2 separate regions of the Arachis hypogaea genome follow, and region 2 is linked to region 1. Evidence: chromatin contacts called from public Hi-C data. All regions are on one chromosome and are shown on one strand. The core of a region is the stretch at or near the end of the contact, and the rest is flanking DNA. Distances in the headings are between cores, read along the strand shown. Region 1 holds the start of LOC112749977. Region 2 has its middle 17 kb from the start of LOC112749980.

Evidence for each region. Hi-C and Micro-C count contacts between places; a contact is called where the count stands out from the background.
Region 2: a contact with region 1 is called in a Hi-C map of leaf, with 3 times the contacts expected there. The contact joins the enhancer-like site here to the promoter of LOC112749977 in region 1. A contact is called at or near these places in 5 of 8 Hi-C or Micro-C datasets (leaf and an unstated tissue).

The regions. Positions count from the first base shown.
Region 1 is chr15:23,338,972-23,343,702 of arahy.Tifrunner.gnm2.J5K5, forward strand. It overlaps LOC112749977, which reads right to left and starts at 1,282. Exons shown (of 8, transcript XM_025798446.3): 1 at 154-1,282. The coding sequence starts at 441.
Region 2 is chr15:23,398,066-23,402,822 of arahy.Tifrunner.gnm2.J5K5, forward strand. No RefSeq gene overlaps it. Among protein-coding and RNA genes, the nearest start is that of LOC112749980, 17 kb to the right of the region's middle. Within about 2 kb of position 1,621, at least 1 of the 3 cell types and tissues checked has open chromatin away from gene starts, as enhancers often do.

The DNA of each region.
Region 1 (4,731 bases), core at 32-2,531:
CAAAGAAATTAAAATCAAATTATATTATTAATTTATCATATTATTATTCATTGGAAGATAGAAAAACTTAGCCCAACCCAACAAAAGCTAAAACAAAAACGTGTAACTTTGAAGCAGAAAAAGAAAAGGAGATTGGTACTTGGTAAATCTTACCCCTTTGCCAAATCCAAAAATCCCATGAACAAGAACAATAGGAGGAAGATCATAACCATTGGTAGAAGCAGCACTGTTTTCTTCGTCAGCAGAAATTATTCTCTTCTCACTGACCTTATTGACGACATCAACAATCTTCTTAGGCTTTTGGTACAGAATTTCATTGAGCGACTCAGATAAATCTCCAGCAACAGCTGAGCTGAAAATGTAGAATCCATAAAGCAAATGAACCAAAGAGCTCACAAACAGTTCCACCAGCTTCAGATACCCCATCCATAACCTCAACATTTTATCAAACACCTTGTCTACAAGAAGATGAAGAAGAAAGAGGAAGAAGAAGAAGAAGGACCAACAAAAGACCAGAGATTGATTTCAAACGAAAGAGCCTTCCTTTATACCGAAACAACAAAAGAAGGCTCTCTGGAAGCAACAAGTTTAAAGGAGTCAAACTTTATTTTAATTGAAAAAAAAGTTGAAGCTTTGAAGGTGAAAGAGACCCTTGTGAAGATCTCCTCCTCTATGCAGAAGAAACCTTGTTGGATATGGCAACGGCAATGGCAATAATAAGAATTAAGAAAAACTTACGCGCTCTTTCTTTTCTTTAGACTTTGGAAAAAAAATTAAAAAAAAAAAGGTCTTTTGACGTTACACACATTTTCTACGTTTTCTACCATACAACACAAAACCCAATGACCAATCAGAATACGGCAATACCCTTACTTCCATAATAATAAAAATAAAAATTAAGTAATATTGTGTTGAAGAAAAAAAGAAGGGGGGGCTGGATTGGGTTTTTTGAGCTATGACACTTGTCCTAGCAAGATCCTTGAGTCTCCGATTTTTTTTGTCAATTTTGGTGGGTACCACTAAAATTGGGTATAACTTACTCGAACCAAAGATTAGTGCCAATTTTTTCGGCTACTAATTTGGAAAAATTGTATTAGAAGAAAGGCTTGAAATTATGTGCCTAATGCTTGTACTACTAAACACTATTTGAGAAAAATAGGTGAAGTTGGTTAGATTATTTGCATTATTGAGTAATAATATTAATAATTCAAAGGGGTAATAAGTTAGTAGTATACGAGTAGAGTTAATTATTCTAGGAGTTTCCTTCCAGGTCTAGTGTGCTGTAGCAAAGCTGGAAGGTTCCCCAGTTATGAAACCAACTCCCCCAACTGTATTCATTCACCACCTTATCCATTCAATCTTTTGTGTCTTTTATTATTATTATTATTAATTTATTATTATTGAAATTTGGAATCAAATATTCCAGTCCCACCCCTTCCCGAAAATAATAATAATAAAAAAAATAAAATCCTCATAGAAATGATTGCAACTATTGGGGTGTAAACGCGCTTTAATATTGTGGTCGGCACTTGCCACAGAAAAATGTGTAGGGACATACAGATTTATTAGGGGGCTGGATTTCATAACTGTGACTCCATTCAAAACTTTCGTTATTATTTCTATAGTGGGCTGAATTCAATAAAGCTTTTCATTTATTTATTTATTTTTTGAAACGGGACCAATGCCCAAGCAAAACAAATAAAACATGAGGATGATAAATCTAATCCGAATGAAAATAAATACGCATACTAGTTGTTTCTTTTTTTCTATTTTAGTTGGATATACCAAGTCTATTTGTTACTATCTAAGAGTATTAGTCTATGTCGTTAAGGTTATCTCTACTTAGGTTTAGCAAGTGTATTTTTATAAGTATTGTTGAGTTTATTGGCTCCTTATACTGCAATTCTTGTTCAATAAAATAAAACATTTTCATAGAAAAATCTACAAAAAATTTTTACAATATTATTTAATTATATTTATTATTTTAAATAACTATTTAAGTGATATGAAAGTAATTACTTTTTTAGGATAAAGTTAAAAAAATAGATGTTTTTTATTATTTGTGCAAAATTTCGACCTATTGCAAAATTTAGAATTGGGTATCGACGGCCTCAGATGAGTTAAGTTGAAAAAGATCTAGGTTGAAATTGGTTGATCGCACATGGTCCAAACTTCGAAGGAGTGAAGACTCGATCATGAGAAAACAAAATGTCGATTATGAGATGGGTCGAGTCGAGTTAAGAAGGACCTATGTCAAAATTTTATAAACCGCACGTGACTTTATCTGGAGCACTAGTCAAAACATGGGGGTTTGGAGACTAAGGTAAAAGCAAAAACGTAGGATGTCTACCTTGGAGAATAAAGTCTTTCACAATCAAGACAAAGTCGTAAATTGTGAAAACCTAAGAGAAAGAGAAAAGTTAGATTGTAGTAAGGAGAGAAATATTTTGTAATCCACTATTATTATCTATATAAATAGAAGAAATTTAAAAGAGTTTAGGACTTTAATATGAATATTTCACCATTATACAAAATTCTGCCAAAAATCAAGTCACACCGACACATTGGAAAATAATAAAATGCAAGTATATGTGAGTGTCTTGGAATTCACTTTTATTTTATTTTTTTTTATTTTTTTTTTAATTCGTTTCTTTTCATTTATTTACTTTACATATTTTATTTTAATTTTTTCAAGCATTTTACTGTCTTTCAATTTCAATTTTATCTTTTTATCTGTTCAAAGTCTTATTTATTTCATATTTTTTATTATAATTTTGTTATATTATTTGTCACAATTTAATATAATTGATCATTTTATATATTTTTTTATATATATACTAAATAATTTTTGGATTGAGTCTAATTTTTTTAAAAAAAGTTATATTTATTCTCCAAATTGAGATTTTTATTTAAGTTTGATTCGATGTACTATCAAAATTATCAAAAATCAAATGAAACATTTATATAATTAAAATGCTTATAAATAAGTCTATAATCTGTAGTTGCATTCAAACGGACCACTTTTTGGCATAATTCATGATAAGATTAATAGCAGAAACTAGTTAGATTTTTGTATTAGATTTCATTTAATGATGAGGCAAGGCTTTATTATTGTTGTTGTTATGTTTGATTTATTGATGTGATTTTTATCTTATTTTTTTGTATTTGGTGCCATTTTTCATTAATGGTTTATGTGATGTATATCTGTTGTTGACAATTGAAAAATGAATGAAGGATTTCGATTACATTAGTTGATATAAATAATACATCTTCATTGAGCAAGTACTATATGCGGATAATATCATATTTTATATTTTCTATAGAATATTCTTAGATAGTTTAGTCTGAGATAAGAAAAAAATTATAATAAACTAAATTGTTTTAGATTATAAATTGAGTGACAAATAAATTTTAAATGCACAAATTATCTTTTTTATTTACAAAATTGATATTTCTGTTTTTCAATATTTTTATAATTAAGAGATTTATAATGTATACATACAAAAAAATTATATTTCTTAATAAAATCATTTTTTTGTTATATAGATATGATTTTAAGCCATCATTCATAATATTGTGTACAAAGACACTAACAGCCAACTAAGGGTGTATACGGGTATGGATAATTTGATTATTCATTTAAAATCGATCCAACTTGATTATATTGATTCTGAATCTAATGAATAATTATATATAATCAGACCAAATCCAATTAAATCCGATCTCAATTAGTTCGGGTATTAATTTTGAGATTGTAGAATTTAAACTAACCACATAGTTTAATATTAATTAAAAATTAATAAAATTTTGTAATATATATGTTCCGAGAGTTACTTGAAATATTGATTTGGGTCTGAAAGTGAGGTTCAGGTCCCTTTGAGTGGTAGCGTTCGACTTTTTGGTGTCGATGTGCCGTCGGCCGAGTTCCTCATGATGAGATGGGGATGGTACCTGCAAAAGACTTCAATACTTAAGTTAGCAAGAGTTTTAGTCAGGTTTTTAGTAGATTAGAACGTGTCTTATACTTGAGGGGTGCCAATGCATTTATAGTAGAGTTAATAATCACCTTTATTGGAGTAGTTTCACCTGTATTGATGGATGACCGTTTTCTTTATCTTAGGAGTCTGTTAAGATCTCCCTTCTAGATGTAGTGGAGAGATTTGCGGGGGCAATTACTTGTTTGGACAAGTAGGGCTGCACCCTTCTGTCGGTGTTAAGAGGTCAAGAATGGAATAGAGGCCACCTTTTAAGGTTTGGCCTTTTATCTTTATCGGGCCTTTTATCCTTATTAGGCCAGACTTTTATGTTTTAGGATAGGGTATGAACAATATATATATTTTAATCCAAAAGTCTTTCAAATTAGGATAGTTATTTACTTATTTAAGTTTAAATTAATGATATAGTATTTATTATTATTAGTATTATTATTATTATTTATAGAATTTTTTAATTTTTTTTCAATTTTATCAATTTTTTATAAATTTTATTTTCAATCGGATACCTAATTACTCGAATCAACCCAATCCGAATTAATCTGTTTGAATTGATTTAGATCCACTCACAGAAAACCCCAAAATCAAACCAACCCAAATTCATTAAAAGAGGTAAATACTAAATCGGTATTCGAAAGATTCTGCCGCTGACAAAATGATACCTGACTTTTGTTATTGACAAAATAGTCCTTGAAAGATTTTAAAATTTGACAAGTGTACCCACGAGTTCGCCGGAGCA
Region 2 (4,757 bases), core at 371-2,870, 59 kb after region 1:
GCTCAATCAACTTCACGACTGGCTACGGGTTGTAAGATTGTCAGTTGATAGAGAGGATTCAGTTATATGGAAATTTGACAAAAAAGGTGTTTTTTCTACTAATTTGTTTGTACAGGTGCTGCAGAATGAGACCCTCTCAGAGGACATCACGAGTTACAGCTTCACTAGTTCCATCTGGAGAGGCTGTGTTCCTCCAAGAGTTAAACTATTTGCATGGTTTGTATTAGTTGGCAGGGTCAATACGAAGGAGAGGCTGACTAGACTTGGCATTATTAATCATAATGACAATATATGTGTGTTGTGTAAAAAGGACATAGAATTAGTGCACCATTTATTTTTTGCTTGTGAGTTTACATGGCAGGTGTGGTGTGCTTGGTTGACGTATGCTGATAGAGCATGGACCATTTCAGGGACCGGTAAAGAGTTCTTTGAGAGTTGGACTTGAATTCCAGGTGGCAAGTCTGAGTAAAGGAAATGGCTGACAGGATTCTGCGCGATTGCTTGGAACATTTGGTTGGAGCGGAACAGCAGAGTGTTTCAGAGCGTGGAGACAAGTGTTGAAGGAGTAAAGATTAGGTCATTCTTGAGTTACAGGGAATGATTTGGAGTTGATCCATTTTGTTGTTGATGACAATGTCGGAGATGACAACAGATCAGAACTTTTTATTTATAGTTATGTCTTGTATTTTGTTGTGTTGTCTTCTTTTTACTCCATTTTATTGTGTTGAGCTCCATTTGTTCAAAAAAAATTATATTTTTTTAGTTAAAGAGACACAAATCTTTAGACATGACATATTGATGATTATGACAAGGAAGATTTTATTGCAATAATTGTGAAGCATTAAAAAATAAAGAGAAAAGTATTATGATAGCGCTATTAAGTTAATGCATGCAAGAAACAATTTTGTTAAAAGAAAGAGCGCGCCAACTGTTCAGGATTTTTTAATAAGAAAACAAGTGTTCACACAGAAGATAGAAAGCTCCATGCCACTGTTTGTCGTGGTCGTGGACCACGTGAAATGGCAACGACAAAATAATTAAATAACAGAAAACAAAATAAAATACCGTTTTAACAAGAAAAATACATAAAAGAAAAAAAAAAGACAGCAGGTAGAATTCGATGACTCATTGCTTGCGTGTCCAAACTCCAAACTCTAGAATCTTCTCTTCTATCTCCAGATTCAATTAATCATCGATTGACGTGATAAGATGCCTTATTATTTCATTGCAAATTATTCTGGTTCTATTTTCTGTTCCACTTTTAACCAAATAATTTCTGTACTATGATCAAACATCACATGTATTATTATATTATTTACAACGCATGGCAGGACTAATTATTTCTAGGAGAAACTTTTTTCATACACAAAATTGATTTAAACATTAATTCGAAGGAACTAATAATTAAATTAAATGTTCATGCAACTTGAACGAACACCTGTTATTAATTCATCATTTCATCTACTGTTTTATTAAATTATTCTTTGTTTTTTTTACGGTACTATTTGTTTGGCACAATTTATGAGTTATGAAAAATGTAAACATAAAATTTGAGTAGTAGTATATGTAAAGGGAGATTCTATGGTACTGTCTGTCAAAATCATCATGAGATGTAGTCTGTATGTGGCATGATTTTAAAGAGACGCGTGTATGGTATGGCTGGTTAAAAGGAGTGTGCATAATAGAATACCGTTACAGGTTTTTTTTTCCTTTCTTTTTTTCGTTTTTGATGTGTTTAATTAAGTGTTAATCAAAATTTGTTGAAATATATACGGATTTTTATATGATTGATAGTGAGAATTTGTTGATATGTAGATGAATATATCATATATGGCACACTATAATTAATAAGAGATATTTTGCAGTATAATTAATATATAACACGGTAATTAAAAATTCTAAATTTAAAATTTAAATAAAATATTAACAAATATTTTAATTGGATAATTAAATTAAGAAAAAGATTCAAAATGATATTATTAAAATACGTTAGTATAATCATTTTAAGATATTAGTAACCGCATGTTTAAATAATATTAATATCTCATTCAATTTAAATAATAACAAAATATATTAATTTTTATTTTTTAAATTGGTCTAAATTAAATTATTAATATTTTTTTATTATTTTGACAAATTATATTTGTATGCTTATAAAAATTATATTTTTATATTCTTAAATACTCATATCTCGTTTACAGTATAAATAACATATTACGGGTGCACCTATTTTATTTATTTAAAATTTATGTCTTATCTTATTTACATTGTAAATGAAATATACTCATAATTAATTCATTTACTTTGTAAACAAAATAATTAATAAAATATAAATTCGTAAATTATATCCAAATTATCTATATCAGTAACTAAAATATTTAAATTATTTATTTAAAAGAATCTGTTATTAAATTTTTATTACTACTTTATAATTACAAATTATTAATTCAATATTCATGTCACCAAATAATCGATTTATTTATTTAAATTTTTGTATTAATTAACTGTAAAATAGATAACATTTAATCCACAACTAATCATACTGAATAAAAATAAATAAAAAATAATAATTTTTTTTTTTACGATATGTCTAAATGACATTTTTTTATTCATTTTTATTTACTATAATTAGTTGTCGATTGAATGTTATCTACTTAACGATCAATTAGTACAAAATTTAAATAAATAAATCGATTATTTGGTGACATGAATATTAAATTAATAATTTATAATTATGAAGTAGTAATAAAAAATTAATAATAAATTTTTTTAAATAAATAATTTAAAACGTTTCGGTTACTGATATAGATAATTTGGATATAATTTACGAATTTATATTCTATTATTTATTTTATTTACAATGTAAATAAATTAATTATGAGTATATTTTGTTTATAAGATATAAATTTTAAACTGTAAATCAGATATGAGTATTTAAAAATAAAAAAATATAATTTTTATAGGCATACATATAAATATAATTTGTTAAAATAATAAAAAATATTAATAATTTAATTTGGACCAATTTAAAAATTTAATATATTTTATTATTATTTAAATTAAATGAGATATTAATATTATTTAAACATGCAGTTACTAATATTTTAAAACGGTTACACTATCGTATTTTAATAGTATCATTTTGAATTTTTTCTTAATGCAACTATCCAATTAAAATATTTGTTAATATTTTATTAAAATTTTAAATTAAGAATTTTTAATTACCGTGTTATATATTAATTATACTGCAAAATATCTCTTATTAATTATAGTGTGCCATATATGATATATCCATCTACGTATCAACAAATTCTCACTATTAATCATATAAAAATCCTATATGTTTCAATAAATTTGCATTAACACTTAATTAAACACATAAAAAACGGAACATCAAAAATGGAAAAACTAAAAAAAAAAAACCGTAACAGTATTCTATTACTCTTACTCTCTTTAGCAAGCCATACCATACACGCGTTACTTAGAGATGATGCCACATACAGACCACATTCTATAGTGATTTTGGCAGACAGCACCACAGAATCTCCCATATGTAAATGTAAATGGCATATTTGGATTTGCAGCATTTGGTCGGCGTATCTACTGTCTCGTCGTTTGGTCCACCACTCATCAGTCACCTTCACCACGCTGCTAAATTATTACTTCTATGTAAATGTTACTAATATAGTTATATATAAAGAAAAATACTTAAATTCGTTCCGAAAGATTGTTTATGTTTTAAATTAGTTTTTTAAATATTAAATCAATTATATTAGTCATTAAAAAATAAAATATATGCTAAATTAGTCTTTTCATTAATTAAATAATAATATATTATATTAAATATTATGTAACATAATATATAATATAAAAAAATTTAAATGTTTTAGATATATAAGTATTTCAATAATCTTAATTGGTGATTTAAATTATAAAAAATATATGATATATATTAATTAAAATTAATGATAAAGATTACTAAAATACTGGTATTGAGAGTATAGTTGAAAACTTTTCTATTATATGTTAATGTTATGTATCACAATCTCATCAACTCATAAATTTATTTAGAGCCAAATAAATTTTTAAAAATATTCAGTAAATCATTTTTATTCTTAAAATTTTAAAAATTAATTAAATTAGTCTTTATATATTTTTTTTTATTTTTCTTTCATAATAGTAAAACTTTTTATATTTCTTAATCTTACTAATTTTAATATAATGTTTTACAATTTAATAAGCAAAATTCTCTTCACAAAAAATAATAATTAAATTATTACAAAATTAGTTTTTATTTTTAAATTTTAGTTTTTGTTGTATTGAAATTTTTATTTAAATAATTTTATCAAATTATTATTAGTTATATACTAAAAATTTTAATTTTTTAGATCTCAATAAATAAATATAATAATTCTTTTAAAACTTTGATCTTTTAGATTTTTTTTTAAATTTTTAAATTTTGTTTTTTCTTAATTTATGTGATAGAAGTCTAGAAGTTAATGATTGAAAAATCAATTTACAAAATTACTTGTTCAACCTTAATATCTTAGTGAAGGTTTTTTTTTAATATTAAAACTATTTAGTTAGCACAATTTGTCTCTATTTTCTTTCTATTGTCAGTTTTTTTTATCTTTTTCATTTAAAAATTTCTTTGTTAAAAAGAATTTTAAACTATAACAAATATAGAAAAACAAAAATAAACAACTAGTAATAAATTAGACTAAATCCTGAGTGAAATCCAAAAGAATAAAATTTAA